2 separate regions of the Ovis aries genome follow, and region 2 is linked to region 1. A link is a contact called in public Hi-C data. All regions are on one chromosome and are shown on one strand. The core of a region is the stretch at or near the end of the contact, and the rest is flanking DNA. Distances in the headings are between cores, read along the strand shown. Region 1 has its middle 18 kb from the start of GPRC5D. Region 2 holds the start of APOLD1 (apolipoprotein L domain containing 1).

Region 1 (5,458 bases), core at 1,756-4,255:
GCCCAGCTCTACAGGCCTCTCCCTGGAGTCTTCCTCCAGCTCTTCCCCTTTGCAACATTTGCATCTCAGCTCCCATGCTGCTTCCTTAGTAAGGCCTCGCCCTGCCAGTCTATTTAACGCTAGTGTCCCATTGCAGCTGATCCTCAGAGTCACCGGTCTGTTTGCTTCAGGGCACTTATCACTTACAACTACATTTCTTTCTCATTTTACTTGTTTTTGGCCCACTATTCTGAAAGTTTTAGGAAGGCAGAGAATTCTTTTGTGTCCTCTTATAGCCCCAGGGCCTAGTTCCATGCCTGCACACATATCAGAATTTGTTGCATGAACCAATAAACTTTGGGGGAGAAAGGTAATTTTTTTTTGTTCGTTTATCACAGGGTAATTAGGATGCTGGTTTCTCACTCAGGGGCTTCCCAGGTGGCTCAGTGGTAAAGAACCTGCCAGCCAATGTAGGAGACATAAGGGACTCAGGTTCGATCCCTGGGTTGGGAAGATCCCCTGAAGAAGGGAATGGCTACCCACTCCAGTATTCTTCCCTGGAGAATCCCAATGGACAGAGGAGCCTGGAGGGCTACTGTCTATGGGGTTGCAAAGAGTCGGACACGACTTAGCAACTAAGTACACACACACACCTCACTTAGCGAGCACCGCTGTCAGAGTCCCTCTAGTCTGCTCTGGTATCTTTTGGGGTCATTTATCTTTAAATAATCATGATGAATTTCAGTTGATCCACCATCAGATTTTTGTGTGTTTTTTTTTTTTTTTCCGTACAAGAACAACACTTAACTCCAGTGTGATAAAAGCTATTCACAAACCTGAGGCTTGGAGGAGAGAAAGGAAATTCTTGACTTTGGGGGCTGAGTTCATTTCATCACATCCAAGTTTTATTTCCCTGAGGCTTTTCTTTGTCAAGCTTGGGAAAGTGCCGTTTCCTAGGAGAACTACATAAGAACAAACTTCACATATGAGAAAAGCGAAAAGCAGCCCCCAAGGCAAAAATCAGAGAGGCGTTTTAGACTGATCCCCCTGAAGATCAATGGCAATCTTTTTTTTTTTCAAGTACATTACTTTCCTAAACTGACTTGAACCAAATGGATGAACAAGGACCTTTCAGACTGCATAAACCAAACGGGAAATAGATGAGAGTGCCAGCAAAGAGGCTTGAAAGGATTTGTCTTCCTACATTTCAAGGCAACTGTTGTTTCCAGCAACAGTCTCTCTTGGGAAAACTGGTCAGTGTGTCCTGGATTGTGACTGGGTGGCAGCAGGCGAGGGTCAGTGGGGACGTGGCAGGGATGGGCTCGGGCTGAGCTGCACATTACACTGGAGAAGAGGAGAGAAGAAGATGCAAAGGGAATTTGAATGTTCCCAGGAACAGGACTGACTCATAAAATCTTTCCATTGATGCCATATCAAAGCAATCACTTTCTGCCTTTTTGAGCCAAATTGGAAAAACCTGGACAGTCTTCGCTCCAAACCAGAACACAGAGGAAGTCTTCTCTTGTCTACAGAGCAGCACCTCCCAAACTCACGCTGTCTAAAGAGTCACATGAAGTGATGTGAAGTGTGAAAGTCGCTCAGTCGTGTCTGACTCTTTGCGACCCCATGGACTATACAGTCCATGGAATTCTCCAGGCCAAAATACTGGAGTGGGTAGCCTTTCCCTTCTCCAGGGGAATCTTCCCAACCCAGGGGTCAAACCCAGGTCTTCCGCATTACAGGTGGATTCTTTACCAGCGGAACCACAAGGGAAGGAAGCTTGTTAAAAATGCAGATTCCAGGGCCGTTTCCTGGAAGGTCTGATGTAGTAGATCGGGGTCCAGGTATGAAAAGTTATACTTGCAATAGGCATCCCAGCTGATTCTCCTGACTGGACAGGTTTATTGTTCAGTCACTAACTTGTGTCTGATGCTTTATGACCTCGTAGACTGCAGGATGCAAGGCTTTCCTATCTTTCACTATCTCCGGGAGCTTGCTCAAATTCATGTCCATGAGTCCGTGATGCTATCTAACCATCTCATCCTCTGTCACCCTCTCGTCCTTTTGCCTTCAATGTTTCCCAGCATTAGGGTCTTTTCCAGTGAGTCAGCTCTTCACAACACGTGGCCAAAGCATGGAAGCTTCAGCATCCATCCTTCCAATGAATATTCAGGGTTGATTTCCTTTAGAAATGACTGGTTTGATCTCCTTGCAGTCCAAGGGACTCTCAAGAGTCTTCTCCAACACCACACATCTGGGGAAAGGCATCAGAGAGTTAGCCATCTTGGTCCACCTTTCCTAATTCACCAATCTTCCAGGCAAACCCTACTTTTTGCCTTCCCTACCTTTGAACTCAATCCATAGGAAGCCTCTCAGTCTGTTCTCCTGTCTGGGAGCCATAGTGTGGTTCTGCAAACAAGATTCCAGTTCCCTCCCTGAAGGGATCTTGGTGGAGACCTCCCAGGGTTAAAGCTGAAACTGGACATGGAGACACAGGCATCAGGAGAGATAGCCCTTAGGGATGGAGCAGCCTTCTTCGCTGCTAGGCATTCTGGGGCCCCTTCCTTCTGCCCCTCCCCCTCCTGGCCAGGATCACATCTCCTGCTTCATCACCCATCTCCACCTCTAAGCTCACTCCCCAACCTCCCTTTCTGTCTCCACTGCAACTTCACAGCCTTGTATTCATTCAGGTGCTTCCACTTCCAACTCAGTTGGTTCAAAACCACTGATTTATTGTCCTCTCCACCTCCAGCTCTGTTTCTCCACCTGGACCCTCTACCTGGGGTTCCCTCTTTTGCAAACTGGAAGCGTGGTCCTGTGAGTCACCCAAGCCAGGATACTGGCTCCTCTGTCTTCCTCATTCCCTACATTAAAACCTAAATATCTGTTTAAGGCTGTGGTTTGCAAGCCTGGTTTGCTGCCAAACAGAATCATCTGGAAAGATTTTATAACATACACATGCCTGCGCTCCACTCCCAGAAATTCTGATTTAATTGGTCTGTGGTGAGGTCAGGCCATGGACAGCTTTTAGAACTTCCCAAGTGATTCTAACATGCAGCCAGGGTTCCCACTCCAGCCTCTGTTCCACCCTTCCCCACGAGGCAGATCTGATCCATTCACAGGGCTGGGGCCCGGGTGGGGAGATCGAGGCTCTTAGCTCCAGCACAAAATTCAAGGGAGCGCCAAGACCCTCAGTCACCAAGATGGATTACAATATTAAAAAAAAAAAAAAAAGAATGCAGAAAGTCCATGATCCACAACACATAGATGTTTTATAAAAACAGGCTGCCGTGGTTTGTTTCACGACCCTGCTTTATTTCACAACAGCAACAATTATTTCCCATCAGGCTTCGGTCCCTGGGCTACTGTGGCTGCCACGTTCCTCCCAGGGGTTTATGAGGGTTGACAAAGGCGTGTAAACAGATTGGGCAACGAAGAACTCTAGGTTTTTTTTTTTTTTTTTTTGACTGGAGAGCTTTTAACTTTTTCCATTGGGTTCAAAACATGGGCGGGTTTGTTGATAAGCCTGTGCCAGGGGTACACATGTGTGCCTCCACCCCAGATTCCAGCTTGACTTGGCACAGTGCTGCTGGTCGGCCGGCCCCTCCGTTCAATGCCCTTCGCACCCATGTCTGGGTTCCTGCTTTCGGGATCTAAGTCCTGTGTGAGCCCAGGAAGCTCAGCTCTCCAGCCTCAACTCCTATTGCTTTCCGCTTTGTGTGATTCAGTACGGAACGCCTTGGCTTTCCTTGCAGGTACGCTCTTACAGGTGGCTCAGTGGTGAGGAATCTGCGTGTGATGCAGGAGTTGCAGGCTTGATCCCCATGTGGGGAAGATCCTCTGGAGAAGGAAATGGCAACCTGATCCAGTATTCTTGCCTAGGAAATCCCACGGACAGAGGAGCCTGGCGGGCTACAGTCCATGGGGTTACGATAGAGTTGGACTTGGCGACTAAACAACAACAGCAACACCGTTACTTGGGGGTGTTTTCTGCTCTGCAAACCTGGGTCTTTGCAGCCAGTCACATAGTTGTTGATTTCTGCACTGCTCAGAGATACATGGCTGAGATGGTGAGTGGGGTCGGAATTCAACCCTGTTCCACTTATGTAGCCCCACACCCCATCGCTCCGCCCCCCTCCCCACACAGTGTGCTTGGCATGAGGCTGTATCCATGGGTGCTGCAGCCATGTCTTCCCATTCATCCACCCAGTGTTAGTTGCTCAGTCGTGTCTGACTTTGCAGCCCCATGGACTGTAGCCCGCCAGCCTCCTCCATCCATGGGATTTTCCGGGTAAGAATACTGGAGTGGGTTGCCATTTCCTTATCCATTTCCTGACCCAGGGACTGAACCTGGGTCTCCTGCATTGCAGGCAGACTCTTTCCATCTGAGCCACCTGGGAAGCCCATCACTCACCCAGAAGGGGCACGTTTTCCTAGCTTGGACAAAGACTCCCTGTTAGTGGCGGCTCTGAGTATCATTCCCCACATCTTTCCCCATGAATTCTGCCCTCCCTCCCTCCCATGTAAGACAGAGCTCAAGCTTTGACCTCCACGGGAAGTCTTTCTTGCCCTCGGTCTCTGAGACAGTGACTCTAAGTTACCACTTCATCTTCTGCATGTTCTTATGATGGCAGCTGTCCCAGTGAAGTGTAATTACGTGGATAGCTGTGAAACCACACGCCTGCCACAGAAGTGTGGCCTGTATCGGTCAAGTTCAGGGTGGTTCTTCTTTAATCTAAGGATGCCTTTGAAGAAAACTGGAATAACAAGTAGTAAAGTCAAACATTCAGGCGAGTACCTCCTTTGTTTTACTTCAAGGTACCAAATAATCGGCTGCATCAATCAGGCTGGGCATGGCTAGCTGAAATAACAACCTGGGGGTTTACAATAAGAAAGTTCTATTTCTTATTCACACCGCATGTTCCTCATGGAACCCAGATGGATGGAGCAGTCACTGTTTGCAGCTCTGCTTGCCACTGTGGTGGAGGGAAAAAACTTTTGACAGTCTGGTACCAATAATGAATTGTTTCTTCCTGGAATCAGCTTTGGAAGTGACATAATTTCTGCTCCAACTTACTGGCCAGAATTAGTGTCATGGTCCCACCCAACCTCAAAAGGGACAAAAAGTATAAGCCTACCATGTTCCTGGAGGGCAGAAGAGCTTGGAAACATTTGGCAGACAGCATTGATGACTCCCAGAGCTGACAATTTCCATAAAATTGACTTTCTTATTTCTTAAATGGCCTTTTCTACCAGTTGTTTTGGCATTCAGAAAAATGCATTATCAACAGCGAGACCTGGCAATAACAACGATAACTAAAACCCAAAGCACAGGTTTTTCGGAAAATTTTCAGTGACATCTCTGCTCATAAATAAGGATTTTTTGGGAGTGTGTGTCTATTTTATTTTATAGTTCAGATTATATTGTAAAAAACAGCAGAATGTAGTGGCCCAAGTTCAATTTTAGATGAGATTCTTA
Region 2 (5,458 bases), core at 1,020-3,519, 110 kb before region 1:
CCCAGACTAATGAGTTGTTAACAACTTAACTGTATAAACACCTGACTCACAAACTACTAGCTATACTGTTTCTGCTGCCATGTAACCAGTGGTCAGAGAATTCACAGCTTCTACAGCAGTGGTTCACAGCCCTGGTTGCACATTCAATCTGAAGGTCAGTCCCCACTTTCAATGTAACGTGTCCGGGATGATGGGTTACAGGTGCCCAGAAAACAGTTTAAAAAACAAGTTTTAGGGTGCAGTCCCCAAGATGTTGGGGGAACTGCCTCAATAATACTTTTGATCAAAATACCTTCAATTACTCCTTAAATTTCTTATTGTGCTTCAATATATGAAAGTAAATAAATACTGAGCCAAAAGTATTATGTTCATGTGTCTATCTTTAGAAATGAAGTACCAGATTTTTACAGGTGGTAAAACTACAACAAACCCAAACTGTCAAATGAATGCTTTTTGTTCCATTAAAAAAAAAAAAAAAGGATTTATAACAGAGAAAAACGAATTCTTGGATATTGACTGAGGTCAGTACTGCGCATTCTCCTGGACCTTCTCCTCTTCATCCGACTTCTGAACTATGATTATTGATGCTCTGAAGATGGTGATCCTCTCTGTATCCCAGCAACATTCACCCATTCATGAAATAAAGATTTATTTGTGTTCATCTAAACCCCAAACACGGGCTTCTCTGGTGGCTCAGTGGTAAAGAATCTGCCTGCCAATGCAGGAGACGAGGGTTCGATCGCTGGGTCTGGAAGATCCCCTGGGAAAGGAAATGGCAACCCACTCCAGTAATCTTGCCTGAGAATCCCATGGACAGAGAAGCCTGGCATGCTACAGATACCACTCAGTGACTAAACAACAACAAAACCCCAAACGCAAGAAAACGTCCAGGGAAGCTGGAGGAGCAAATGAGAGTTGGAGAATCAGGGTACATTGTCTCACTCCCTGCCTACTCTACCACCGCCGAAGCCACGCCCTCCGCCATCCCCCGCCCCCCCACGCCCACCGCCTGACCGTCTGCCCAATTCACCCCGTTTTGCATTCCATTTGTATGACTACGTCTGTGGGTTCAGTGGAAGACATTTTCCCACCTCTTGCCTCAAAAGCACAGGCAGGCACTGAAGGTGTCTGACTGAGGGTTATGTTTATCCTGTGAGGAGCTGTAACCAGAATTTTTGGACATGGGTCAGATTCAGAAAAAGCAAGTTCAAAAGGCCCATGATTGTGAGTAGCAATAAACTGGGTTGTGTTCCTCAATACCATGTCTACTTATAAAGGTGGGGGACTTGTGTTCAAGAAAGATATGGTTGCTAAGGCTTTCCAGACGAACCAGAGAGTTGAGACAATAATTCGTATCTGGGAATCTGTGGTAGGAGTCTTCCTGGCTGAACAGCCAACACCTATCTGAATGTCCCAGAAAGCATCCACAGACGCTATCCTTGTTTTCCTCTCCTGAATGATCCAGAATATTGCCCTTCAGCCGGTGCTTCATTCCGTGGGGGTAGAATGCACTCATATAACTATTGCCTGGGCTTCAGTGGTTGCTTCCCCTGAAAACCCAGGAAACAGAATCTCCGCTGCTGTTGAAAGTGTGTAATTAGCTCCTCGTGCAGCCTGACCCCACTGATTTTTCTGACGCATTTGGCCCGAGGTGTGCCCTTTCTGAGACCTCCAAGAGCTTCTCCGCAGCTGGAGATGCTCAAAACTGCACGCAGCACTTCCTGTGGGCGTGGCTTTGCATTCTGAAGGTTGCGCGCCTACTGAATCACGTGTTTCAAGTGTTCAGATTCAAGATGCTTTTTTTAAAAAAAATACAGGAGTGGACTGCGAGTGGCTCTATCAGACATAAAAGAGTCTCTTCCCTTTTTCTTTTTAAAAAGTGGTTGTGTACTGGTGGCCTCCCGAGAAACACTATAATTGGTCAGCCTGGGGTGCGTTTTATGTCCTCTCAGATAACGTCATTAGCTATTTTCAGGAAAGGGAAGGCAGAGTATGCCCCCCGGGACAATGACAGCACTTGTTTCAAGTTGGGGAAGAGCCTGTGGTTCTTTTCCTGCGTTTGGGGGAAAGCGAACACACAATGTTCATTTCCTAAATACGGGATGTGCTGCGAGGCTGGCGGGTCATTTTCCACCATGTCATATCCTTCTGGATGAAGGCAGCAGGGGCCAGGACAGGAAATGGCAAGTTCTCAGAAAAGACAAGGCTTTCCCAGGGCCGTCATTGGCTCTCTGGAACTATAAAGCTTGCTCATCCAGAAACAGCCTCAGATTCTTCTTTCCTGGAGATAGCCAGAAGTGAATGGTAAGTGGGGAGACCAGAGGGATGCTATCTGAAAAAATAGCCACTGGACTGGTAATACTGGGATTGTATCCTTGGTCCGTAATATATTTTGAGTAATTTTGCCTCGTTTTTGCTCAGAGGTGTCCTTATCTGGCAATTTGTCAGTGGTGGGTACAGTTATGGAGGCATGCTAATAAAATTAAGATCTAGGAGTCTAGAGACCAAGATTCTACACTGAGCTCTGTGAAGTATCAGCTGCAGGTAGAACTTGTCTATGTTTCAATTTCCTCACCTTCCACATGAGAATGATTTCTGTTCTGATATCTCACAGTGGTCAAATGTTGGATTTCTATAGCTTTGTCACTTTTGAGAAGTTCCTAATAATGAGATGTACAATGGCTATGAAGGGAGAAATCTTTGGCAACTAGAAAGGATGTACTTTTACTCAGGATGTACAGTTTTCTCTGTTAGTCATCTTCAATTGGCTTCCGTTCAGCTCGGGACAAGGGTAGCCCTCAGTGAGCTGTTCAATGAAAATTGTGGTCCCTTTTAAAATTCTGTTCAATTGCTACTCATTTTTAAAGGGAGCTTTCATCATAAAGGAACATACTGGTGCTAGTGTAATTTACTTTTAATTAAGCATGTATCAAAGAGTGAGATTTCTGAAGACCTGATGAACTCTAGTTAGAAGAAATAGCACAAGCCTAAGTAATCTTAGGCTTGATTCTAAGATAAGAGCTGGGAAAAATAACAAGCAGTAGAGTTGCTTCAGGTGAGCATCTAACTTAGAAAAATTAGTTTCTTACATTTGATAGATGCTTTTTGAGTTTTTGGTGATTCGTCTTTTTCACTCATCAGAGAGGGGAAAAAACTGTATTGCAAAACTCTTAAGATCTTAGTCTTCTTGTAAGGAAAGGGCTTTGTAAAGGGGTACAACCTACTGCTTGCCACATGTCATCTTTCAGAGATTAGGGCTCAGTATTCCATGCCTGTTCAGTCCTGGGTGGCTCTTTCTGATCCCATGGATTGTAGCCTGCCAGGCTCCTCCATCCATGGAATTCTCCAGGCAAGAATACAGGAGTGGGTAGCCATTTCCTTCTCCAGGAGATATTCCCCACCCAGGGATTGAACCTGCATCTCCTGCATTGGCAGGCTGATTCTTTACCACTTAGCTACCTGGGAAGCCCTTCAGTATTGCAGTAGACTTATAATATTAATTATAGGGCTTCCCTGGTGGCTCAGAGGTTAAAGCGTCTGCCTGCAATGCAGGAAACCCGGGTTTGATCCCTGGGTCGGGAAGATCCCCTGGAGAAGGAAATGGCAACCCACTCCAGTATTCTTGCCTGGAGAATCCCATGGACTGAGGAGCCTGGTGGGCTGCAGTCCACGGGGTCACAAAGAGTTGGACACGACTGAGTGACTTTACTTACTTTACTTATAATATTAATAGCTGCTGCTGCTTCTGCTAAGTGGCTTCAGCTGTGTCAGACTCTGTGACCCCATAGATGGCAGCCCACTAGGCTCCTCTGTCCCTCGGATTCTCCAGGCAAGAATACTGGAGTGGGTTGCCGTTTTCTTCTCCAATGCATGCGTGCATGCATGCTAAGTCCCTTAAGTTGTGTCCAACTCTGTGTGACCCTATGGACAGCAACCCACCAGGCTCCTCTGTCCACAGGATTCTCTAGGCAAGAATACTGGGGTGGGTTGCCATTTTTTCTCCAAATATTAATAGCACCACTCCCTTATTTAACAAATTAAAAAAAAAATCAATCCTTGGCATTCCCTGGGAGAAAAGTGGACGAGAGCATTATTCCTATTGGCTTACTCGGATTTAAGGTCCTGGGAAGTGGAGGACTTGTCCCAGATGACAGAACGGGTCTTTGAGAACCTGACACATGACTCACTGGAAAATGACCCTTTACCCCTTGGGTGGCCGTAGCTGTTGCGCTCGACTTCGGGCTAACCGCGTGTCTCATCCCCGCAGGACATGGAGAGGCCGGCGGCCCGGGAGCTGCAGGGCGCGGATGCTCTGCGACGCTTCCAGGGGCTGCTGCTGGACCGCCGCGGCCGGCTGCACGGCCAGCTACTGCGTCTGCGCGAGGTGGCCCGGCGCCTAGAGCGCCTACGCCGGCGCTCCCTGGCGGCCAACGTGGCCGGCAGCTCGCTGAGCGCGGCGGGCGCTGTGGCCGCCATCGTGGGACTCTCGCTCAGCCCCGTCACCCTGGGGGTCTCGCTGCTGGCGTCGGCCGTGGGGCTGGGGGTGGCCACCGCCGGCGGGGCCGTCACCATCACGTCCGACCTCTCCCTGATCTTCTGCAACTCTCGGGAGCTGCGGCGCGTGCAGGAGATCGCGGCCACTTGCCAGGACCAGATGCGCGAGATGCTGAGCTGCCTCGACTTCTTCTGCCGTGGGCAGGGCGGCGGAGACCGCCAGCTGCTGCAGTGCGGGAGGAACGCCTCCATCGCGCTGTACAACTCGGTATATTTCATCGTCTTCTTTGGCTCCCGCGGCTTCCTCGTCCCCCGGCGGGCCGAGGGGGCCACCAGGGTTAGCCAGGCGGTGCTAAAGGCCAAGATTCAGAAACTGGCCGAGAGCCTGGAGTCCTGCACCCGGGCTCTGGACGAGCTGAGCGAGCAGCTGGAGTTCAGAGTCCAGCTCTACACGAAGAGCAGCCGCGGCCACGACCTCAAGATCTCGGCTGACCGGCCCACGGGGCAGTTTTTCTGAAAACATCTTTTCCCATCTATTGACTGAAGCCAGAAAATCATCCCCATGGGATGCTCCATACTTGTATCTCCCTCAGGAAAACACGAAGTTGGGCTAGGAGCTGAATGCAAAGGATGAGAACAACTATTCGAGGATGGGGATTGGGAGTGTGTTCTCCCAACTCTCCTTTACCCATCACTGACATCCTCCCAGGGGCTGAGTGCTAGGGACTTTTACCTCCCTGATCCTAGTGGGATATATGACCTGAAAAGTATTTTATATTTTATCATAACCGTTCCGTCTTCACACCCTTGGGCACTCTTGATTTAAAGTTGTCGCAACGTGCCTGTCCCTGCCTCGGCGGGTGATTTGAGCCGAGGCTGGAGAGCCGTGCAGACATCCTCACCCTCTGGGTCCTCTTCGAGCCCCACTAGGCTTTGAGATCCTCAAAAACACCCGTGAGAAGCG

What was found. A called contact is a pair of places that touch in the nucleus more often than the background predicts.
Region 2: a contact with region 1 is called in a Hi-C map of skin fibroblasts, with 1.9 times the contacts expected there. The contact joins the promoter of APOLD1 here to the enhancer-like site in region 1. A contact is called at or near these places in 2 of 16 Hi-C or Micro-C datasets (skin fibroblasts and tail adipose tissue).

The regions. Positions count from the first base shown.
Region 1 is chr3:202,614,533-202,619,990 of ARS-UI_Ramb_v3.0, reverse strand. No RefSeq gene overlaps it. Among named protein-coding and RNA genes, the nearest start is that of GPRC5D, 18 kb to the right of the region's middle. Within about 2 kb of position 3,005, at least 10 of the 54 cell types and tissues checked have an H3K27ac peak or open chromatin away from gene starts, as enhancers often do. A contact at or near this core is called in tail adipose tissue, where this site is marked.
Region 2 is chr3:202,721,393-202,726,850 of ARS-UI_Ramb_v3.0, reverse strand. APOLD1 (apolipoprotein L domain containing 1) reads left to right here and starts at 2,269. Exons shown (of 2, transcript XM_004023473.4): 1 at 2,269-2,304; 2 at 4,268-5,458. The coding sequence starts at 2,302. The coding sequence ends at 5,011.